Linked DNA regions of Zea mays: all the other regions are linked to region 2. Evidence: chromatin contacts called from public Hi-C data. All regions are on one chromosome and are shown on one strand. Each heading gives the region's core, a stretch centred on a gene start, on an enhancer-like site or on the middle of the called end of the contact. The rest is flanking DNA. Distances are from core to core; before and after follow the strand shown. Region 1 holds the start of LOC103651102 (EID1-like F-box protein 3). Region 2 holds the start of LOC542213 (cystatin 1). Region 3 holds the start of LOC100282760.

The links. Hi-C and Micro-C count contacts between places; a contact is called where the count stands out from the background.
Region 1: a contact with region 2 is called in a Hi-C map of tassel, with 3 times the contacts expected there. The contact joins the promoter of LOC103651102 here to the promoter of LOC542213 in region 2. A contact is called at or near these places in 2 of 25 Hi-C or Micro-C datasets (bundle sheath and tassel).
Region 3: a contact with region 2 is called in a Hi-C map of ear, with 2.3 times the contacts expected there. The contact joins the promoter of LOC100282760 here to the promoter of LOC542213 in region 2. A contact is called at or near these places in 2 of 25 Hi-C or Micro-C datasets (bundle sheath and ear).

The regions. Positions count from the first base shown.
Region 1 is chr3:192,945,623-192,948,322 of Zm-B73-REFERENCE-NAM-5.0, forward strand. LOC103651102 (EID1-like F-box protein 3) reads right to left here and starts at 1,300. Exons shown (of 1, transcript XM_008676705.4): 1 at 1-1,300. The coding sequence starts at 966.
Region 2 is chr3:192,794,319-192,797,018 of Zm-B73-REFERENCE-NAM-5.0, forward strand. LOC542213 (cystatin 1) reads right to left here and starts at 1,257. Exons shown (of 3, transcript NM_001111825.2): 1 at 931-1,257. The coding sequence starts at 1,143.
Region 3 is chr3:192,972,807-192,975,506 of Zm-B73-REFERENCE-NAM-5.0, forward strand. LOC100282760 reads right to left here and starts at 1,286. Exons shown (of 11, transcript NM_001155666.2): 1 at 915-1,286. The coding sequence starts at 1,118.

The DNA of each region.
Region 1 (2,700 bases), core at 50-2,549, 150 kb after region 2:
GCTGACGCAGACGTAGTACTGGAGGCGTCCCTCGTGGGCGCCGAGCCTGCGGCACGCGCTGCGCGGCGCCATCCCGGCCGCCACCATGCTCCAGACGCGCGCGCCGCAGTAGGGGCAGCGCACGCGCGTCTCCAGCGGGGCCCGGCGCCCCACCAGGCACGCGCGCGTCCGGGAGCGCGTGAATCCCCGGAACACGCCGCGGTAGGCGCCCACGTCGTCGTCGGCGCCGTGGACGGCGTGCTCGCAGGGGTCCGACACGTAGAGCAGGTCGCCCCGGCACCGGCGCGACAGGAAGCTCCGGCCGGACGTCTTGGAGAAGCGGGACACGCCCGTGAAGTGGCCCCGCACGGCCGCCGCCGCCGCGCCGCAGCAGAAGAGGAGCAGCTTGGCCAGCGCCGGCCACCCGCCCACGACGCGCCCCGGGGGCGCGCCGCCGCCCGCGAGCGAGGCCACCATCCGCGGCGCCCGCGAGACGCAGAGCTCCCGCCACAGCACGCGCTCCGCGACGGCCCGCAGCCGCCTGCTGACGCAGGACACGGTGCACAGCGCCTTGGGGTCGAAGTTGAGGTACCGGAACACCAGCGCCAGGACGTTCTCGTCCAGGATCCCCGTGTTCACGAGACTGGCCCGCGCCACGCCGATGCCGCCGCCGCCGTCCCGGTAGGTCGCGCTGCTGCTCCCGCTGCCGCTGGTCGACGCGGCGAAGAACTGGCGCGTGTTCCGCGCGCCCTCGCTCATTGCCAACCCAAGCCAGAGAGTCCTACTCCTCCTACCTAGGCGATGCAGAGCGCGCAGCGGGCAGTGGCAGGGGGGATGAAGAAGATATAATATACTGTACGCGCGGTCGCTGACGCGAGTCGTTGACCACTTCGCGTGCTCCCCGAAAGGCTTGGGTGTCGGGGCAGGACGCGACCGGCCAAGGTGTCGTGGCGCCATCCGCCGCTTGACAAATGGCCACTCCGGCATCGAGTGCCAATAATTAGTCGTGAGCTTAGCTGGATTGCAGGTGCGACCAACGCGAGAACCATCCTGTCAATGCTCTCCTCGATCGCCCAAATATCTTATCTGCTCGGCGCTAAAAGACAAATGACTACAGCCAATTCAACGTAAGGATGGATCTCAGCTGATGCGGAGCGATGCGCGGCATCTCAATCGCAGTTGAGAGCTACTACTCTCTCTCTCTCTCTCTACGCGGGTACATCTGTTGAGAGCTACCTGACAGAAGATCCGGGCACGTATAATTGCCAGATCTTACTACTATTATTAGCACTATTATAACAATTGTAGGACGTCACATCGCGCGACGGCTCTACGCTATACTATCAATCAGGCTCGCTCGCATTGTTTATAGCGAGAGCTCTATCCCGATTGAATTCTTAATCCAGCCACCTTTCCAAATCCAGCCATACCGGCCCTCGACGAGGGAAAGACGACGGAGCCACCAGCGGGACACGTGCCAGGAAAGCAGGGCGTTGTTGCCTCCTCCGTGGACGCGTGTCCTGACGAGTCTCCGTGGCCGACGCGTGTCCTGGCGCGCGGAGGACGCGTGCCGACCATCCAAGGCAGCACGTCTCCTTTTCCAAAACATCTCATCCGCGCGCAAATTCTGATTTCATCGTCACCGGCACCGCAGCTCTTTTGCTTGCCGGATTCAGGCCTTTTCTTTTGCGTCGAGTGCTGCGCGCGGAGAGCGACACGACACGACACGTGAAGCCCTGTCCCGCCCTGCTATCGCTGGTCGCCAAAATATCTCGCCGGCGGGGGGCGCGGCGCCCTGGAGAGCTCGTCTCCGGGGGTTGGTGGGCTGATTGCTGTGCTATCCGAGCTTAATTAGTTAGTACCTTTCAAAATACGCCACGTCAAAGATTTGCTAGGTTTTAATTTTAGCTCTTGTTTAGTTTACTACTAAAACTTGTCAGCTCCTTATATCTGATTTATTAAATTATAAATTTTATTACCATAGTTTGCCTTACTATTTCTTTGGCATGAAAAATCCTTCTTACTTGCGCTCGGCCTATAGGTGTACATTTGAGCCGGGTCTGATGGGCCGGTCCGAAGCACGGAAAAAAAGCACGGCCCAGGCACGGCACGGCCCGAAATAATTTAGTGTCGGGCCGGCACGGCCCGTTATATCGGGTCGGGTTTGGGCCGAGGTCATGACCCATGGGCGGGCACGAGCACGACCCGTTTAAGGCAGGCACGAAATGGCTCATATAGAGGCACGAAAAGGCCCATATATTTATTAAAACCACACTTCATTCCACACTTTCATATACTTGATAAAAACACAAAGCTAGAGATAATGCTAGTTAGATGTTTTTTTAGCTTTGAATTAGAGTGTGTGATGTAATTTTGCTTTTGTTATGAATATTAGACAATAAACTGAACTTACGAACTTTGTATAGAGTTGATTATACTCTTTTTCCTTCTAACAAAATGATTTATAAACGAGGTAGTCATTACATAGCTGTGGTAACTTTAATACAAATATTAAGTTTGATTTTGTTCAAATTTATTCGTCTTATCTTTTATTTGTTTTATTATTATTATTTTGAATTTGGGGCTCTAATGTGAATTTTGAGCCAAAAACTAAATTTCGGGCCAAAAACTGAATTCCGGGCCCTAATGTGAATTTCGGGCTTTTATAATTTTGGGTCGCCCGAAATGAGCCCAGCACGTTTAAGCAATTACGGGCCGGAC
Region 2 (2,700 bases), core at 7-2,506:
ATGGCCTCGTTAGACAGGTCCGGACCCATGGGTCCGGCTGCTCAATTTCTCAGTCCGCATTTACCGGTGGCCGCGTGGATCAGTTCCTCAGCACGCGGTTACATGTAATCACACATGTATCTGCCTTGAAACAGTAGGAGAGGGTACCCTAGCTACAGGGTACCGGCAAGTACCATTTTGTTTGGCTTTAATCCGTATCGACTTCTACTGCTTCTACAGTGTTTTTGTCTCTATAGCAGCAGCCCAAACAACTTGCTTTAATCCGAAGCGAACAGCCAATCATAAATGAAATTGAACTTGACAAATTTATTAATATTTGATTTTACTAGGCTATAAAGTTCAATATTAGTACTGCTAGTTCAGATGACCTCTTGGGCGGTGAAATACTGATATGCGATTACTCGTAAATCCAAGCGACCAAATCAAATTCAATGGGCAGCAGAAATCTTCGCATAAGCAAGATCACCTACTGAACCTCTCAAGGAAAAAAACAATCATCAGGTTAGTCTAAGAAATCTTTGTGTATCACTATTGCTCAACACCATGCTTCTAGAGCATCCCCTCCATAAGCCCCCTCATTTCCTCTTAATCTCCAACTATTTATTTTCTAATAATATGATTTATTTCCTAAATAACATTATTTAAGGTCTAATTGTTGGAGTAAAAAAATATTTGAGGCCCTAAACACGGTCTTCAATTTGTACGACTCTATTTTAGAGTTCCTTTTTTAGATCCGTTCAGATTTACACTGTTTCGGACATCGAGTATCTTTCGACCAACAGAGAGTCAAATCAGACCAAAACGATGCAGCTGCTACATAGGAATTCATGATCTCCTTCAAAACCGTGAGCACCACACAACCACGCAGCAGAACACGGGCACGTCATAGAGAAGGGGTACCAAACCGGCAAAAAAGGGCAGAGGGCTTACGGCCTTTTGGTTGTGCTCATTGACGGCGAAGCGCGCGAGCTCCTGGAGCTGGAGGTCGTTCTCGTTCGCCGGCACGTCCTTGATGCCGCCTGCCAACATCCCGGCGTTGTCAGCCGCGGACTCCTTTTGTGCGCTGCGCGTGGAGGAAACGGCGGCGAGGGCAAGCAGCACGAGTAGGGCAGCCACTAGCGAGACGATTCGATGTTTGCGCATCTGGATTGGGTGAATTGGGGCCGGAAATTTATAGCCGGAGGAGATCCCGGGAGAGGACTGGATCCGATGAACGATATGTCAATGCGATATTGTTGTGGCGGCCAACTTTTTTGTATTTTAGCCCTTTCGGGGTTTCTTTTGCACAATTATGCCCTTTGTAGTTTCATTTCAAAAAATGGACCCTTACCTCGGCGCCGTCATCATTGGCGCCGAGGTAATACATAGTGGCGCCAACATAATTGGCGCCAACTTTTCCTACGTGGCAGCCGATGTGGCAAGTCTCAGGGGGTCGGCGCCATAGATCTTGGCGCCGACCCCCCTGGATAGCACCGGACCCCACCGTCAAGGGGGGTCGGCGCCAAGATCTATGGCGCCGACCCCCTGGGACTTGCCACATCGGCTGCCACGTAGGAAAAGTTGGCGCCAATGGTACTGGCGTCGATGTGTGTTACCTCGGCGCCAATGATGATGGCGCCGAGGTTGGGGTCCATTTTTTGAAATGAAACTGTAAAGGGCATAGTTGTGCAAAAAAAACCCAAAAAAGGCTAAAATCCAAAAAAGTTGGTTGTGGCGGCGTGGGGATTGGAAAGGGAAAGGGAGGACATTTTACCCTTCTAGGCTTCTACACTGAAGCTACGCCGTCGTAACACGTGTTCCGGACGCGTCACGCTACGGATATGGATAGAGATGGCAGTGGATTCGATCCTCGATTTTTCAATGAGATTAAGAGCATTTTCAATAGTACAAGGTTTAACTTATAAAAAATAGCTCTAACAGTATCATATTTTGTAATTTTTTATTAAAAATATAGAGTATTCTAAATATACTATACCTAAGAATAGTGATATATCCTTGTTTTCTACGTCTATATAGGCGCGATTCTCGAGAAAGCGCGGCCAGAGAAGCCGGCCGAGAAGCAGTGCGTTTGGCATCTAAGCTGTTTCTAGTCGCCAAAATCAGCCCAAAAGCTGAACCAAATAGGGCTTTAAGACCCATGAGATGCCGGGGGCCGGGGCGGGGCCCGTGTGTCCCTTGGGCTGCTGTTGGGCTGCTGCAAAATATTCCGTAGCAGTTGGGCCATGAATTCGCTGCCAGCCGACAGGCAGGCTTGGACATCTCTCCAGCGCTCGCCGGCGTCAAAGAAGAACGCCTGGAAACCTGAAGGAAGACACCTCACCTCAAGAACCAAAGTTCTATCTAGGTCGAAAAAGGCTATTTGTCCGGGACAGAAGATAACAGATGTTCCATACAAAGAAATCTAGCCGTGCGCGCACGGTTGAGCTGTCTTGCTCTGTTAGATTCTACTCTACTCCATTTATTTCCTCCGCAGACTTGGACCAGCGATCACAGCAGATTTGTAGCTTTGTAGGGTGTGATGAGCATGGACCTGATGGCTGAGGCTGCTGTGTGCACTCTGTATCAGCTCGGTCGCTCCAAAAAATGAAAAATCCCAGCTGGCTACAGTGCTACGCCACTAGTACTCCATTAGAAACTAGAGGTTGACTGACAATTCGCCATCACTTGTTACCCACACTACACGGCATAAGAAAGGTGTGA
Region 3 (2,700 bases), core at 36-2,535, 180 kb after region 2:
AATTATAAAACTAAGTATGTAGATAAAGATTAAATGACGAGACAATTTTTTAAACACTCATCTTGTCGTTTAGTTCTTATCTATGTAATTAGTTTTGTAATTAAACTATATTCAATACTTCTAACTAGTATCAAACATCCGACTTAGTAGGGGAACAAAACAGGCCCTAAATAATCGATCAATCCCTTTTAGAAATCAGTGGCGGATTGTACTAACATGTTATGTTTGTGTATAATAGATCGTGTATGTGGTCATATAAAGTACTGACTGTAGAATGAAGTTTGAGATAGGACGTGAAATAGGAGATGGGATATGAAAACTGCATCATAATTTTCATTTGAATATATTACGGCCTAAGATTGGTCGAAAAACGTAATATGAGGCCCAAAAATACATAGGAAACACTTTGGATGCCTTACAGTTACAGGAATACGGAGCCTAGACAAAGGAAGGGCCTATAAGACGAAAGCACATTTCGGGACCGCTGAAAGATAAACAAGTTTCGTGTAAGCAAAGAAAGTGCATTTTCCTGTGGTTTGGTTTTGTTGTGAGGGGCACTACGCCCGAACAAAGGAGACGCCTTAGTATATCTCCAGCATCTTTATATTTAAACTTCATTCTACCCCTACGACCGTAGTCTATTTTCAGCAGCTCACTTATCATCTTTATATTTAAACCTCACTCTACGACCAATACAAAACAGTGTTTTGGATGACTATTAAACATGCTGTCTTAAGCGCGCCTCGGCACAAGGCAAGAAGTCCCGTTTCCTATTTCACGCATTCCCAAAGGGCATAACAGACGAACAGCGCGGCCGAATCCTTCGGTTTGCTCCATTTCATCCAGCAATCCGAACAGTCCTTACCAAATTCCCCCGCTCGCGCTCATAATTGAGGGTTTTGAAAGGCGCTTACCTCCACTTGCCTCCTTCCCTGCTCGAACGACGCGGCGACTCTCAGGCTGACACCCCGGCAGCCACTGACCCTTGAGCCAGGCCTCGCAGAGGGAGACGCCCGCGCCGGCGGTCGGCCCTGGGAACGGAGATTCCTAGGCCCGCCCGGGCTGGCGCGGTGGGACGAGTAGAGGCTCTGGGACACAAGGTGCGCGGAGCAAGCCATGGCTGCTGCTGCTGCCGTGGCTATCCGAGGAGTAGTGCGCTTGCTTTAGACTTGATATGTCGAAATAAAATTATGGGGTCGGATATGACGATTGGTCTGAGACTCCAAACGTCTGCTCCGGTCAAGGTCGCGTTCGGCGTTCCTTGTCATCACCATGTGTTTGGCCATGTGTTTGGAATTCGGAAAATTTTGCTGCGGGTTTAGGTGGAGTTGTCCATCTGCTTAGCGCATGCAGAATGAACGCGACGCGAGATGTTGTTGTGCCCCAGGTGACTCCAACCGATCGTACAAATCAGCGTATGAAACATTGTTTTGTACCCTTATATTTTAAAATAGTAGTCGTTTTAGCTCTAAATTTTTATATCCACACTCATATAAATGATTATGAACTTAGATATATAAGGCAAAACAAATTTTAATTTAAATCTAGTAGTCGTTTTAGTTCTAGATTTTTATATCCACATTTATATAAGGCAAAACGAATTTTAATTTAAAACGGAGAGAGTAATATAGACGATATTATTTATATAATAGATTTTAAAATAGGAGTTAGATTGTATTCAAACTGTTTATAGATTGAAGTTTTAAAGAATAAGATAAAAGTATATATATGTTTAAATGGGTTGTGCCCGTCGGGCGGCCCGTGGCACGGCACGTTTTTAGCCCATCACGAACACGACACAGTCCGTTATTCGTGTCGGATTTGGGCCGCTGCCGTGGCACGTCGTGCCGCCCCGAGCACGGCCCATTTTTTGAATTTCCCAGCGCATTTCTATGTATATTAGAAGCAACTTTAATAGTTTAGACACAAAATAAATTTGGTTTAGTTGGCTAGAGTGGTGCCGCTAACCACTTTAAAAACTCCAACAGGGTTTAAATCCTTTCAAAACTTGTTTTTAGGCTTTTTTTTGCTTATTTTCCTTCCCACTCCGGTCAAAGCACGGCGAGCCTTAACGGACGCTTGAGCCTGAGATGTGGCACGGTGGCCCGACACGATCCATCAACCTAATGGGCCTAAACGTGCCCGGCCGAGGGCGGACTCATGCCGAGCCGGCACGGCACGGTCCACCCGTTTAGACATGTATAGATAAAAGATAAGATAGAGAAATTGTTAAAGATAACTTTAGATATAGATAGTCTGGTGATAAGCTAGATTGATTTCGACAGGTCATCAAAATAGCCGACGGATATGTACAACATGTAAAAAGAGTAATTTTAGATAAGATAAGAAAAGAAAGCTAAAATGAATGCAAGAGGATGTCTATTTTCATGTATCCCAATGTCAGCACAGCTCCACCATTCAATAGTCAATACTAGTACTATTTGATCTAAATATAAAAGTATAACAAGAGCATCTCATGAAACTAAATTTTAGCTACTTAATAGTAAAATAAGGGGGTGTTTGGTTTTTAGGGACTAATTTTTAGTCCCTACATTTTATTCCATTTTAGTTCCAAAATTGCTAAATATAGAAACTAAAACTTTATTTTAGTTTCTATATTTGACAATTTATAGACTAAAATGGAATAAAATGAAGGGTTTTACATTAGTCCCTAGAAACCAAACACCCTTTAACTCTTCA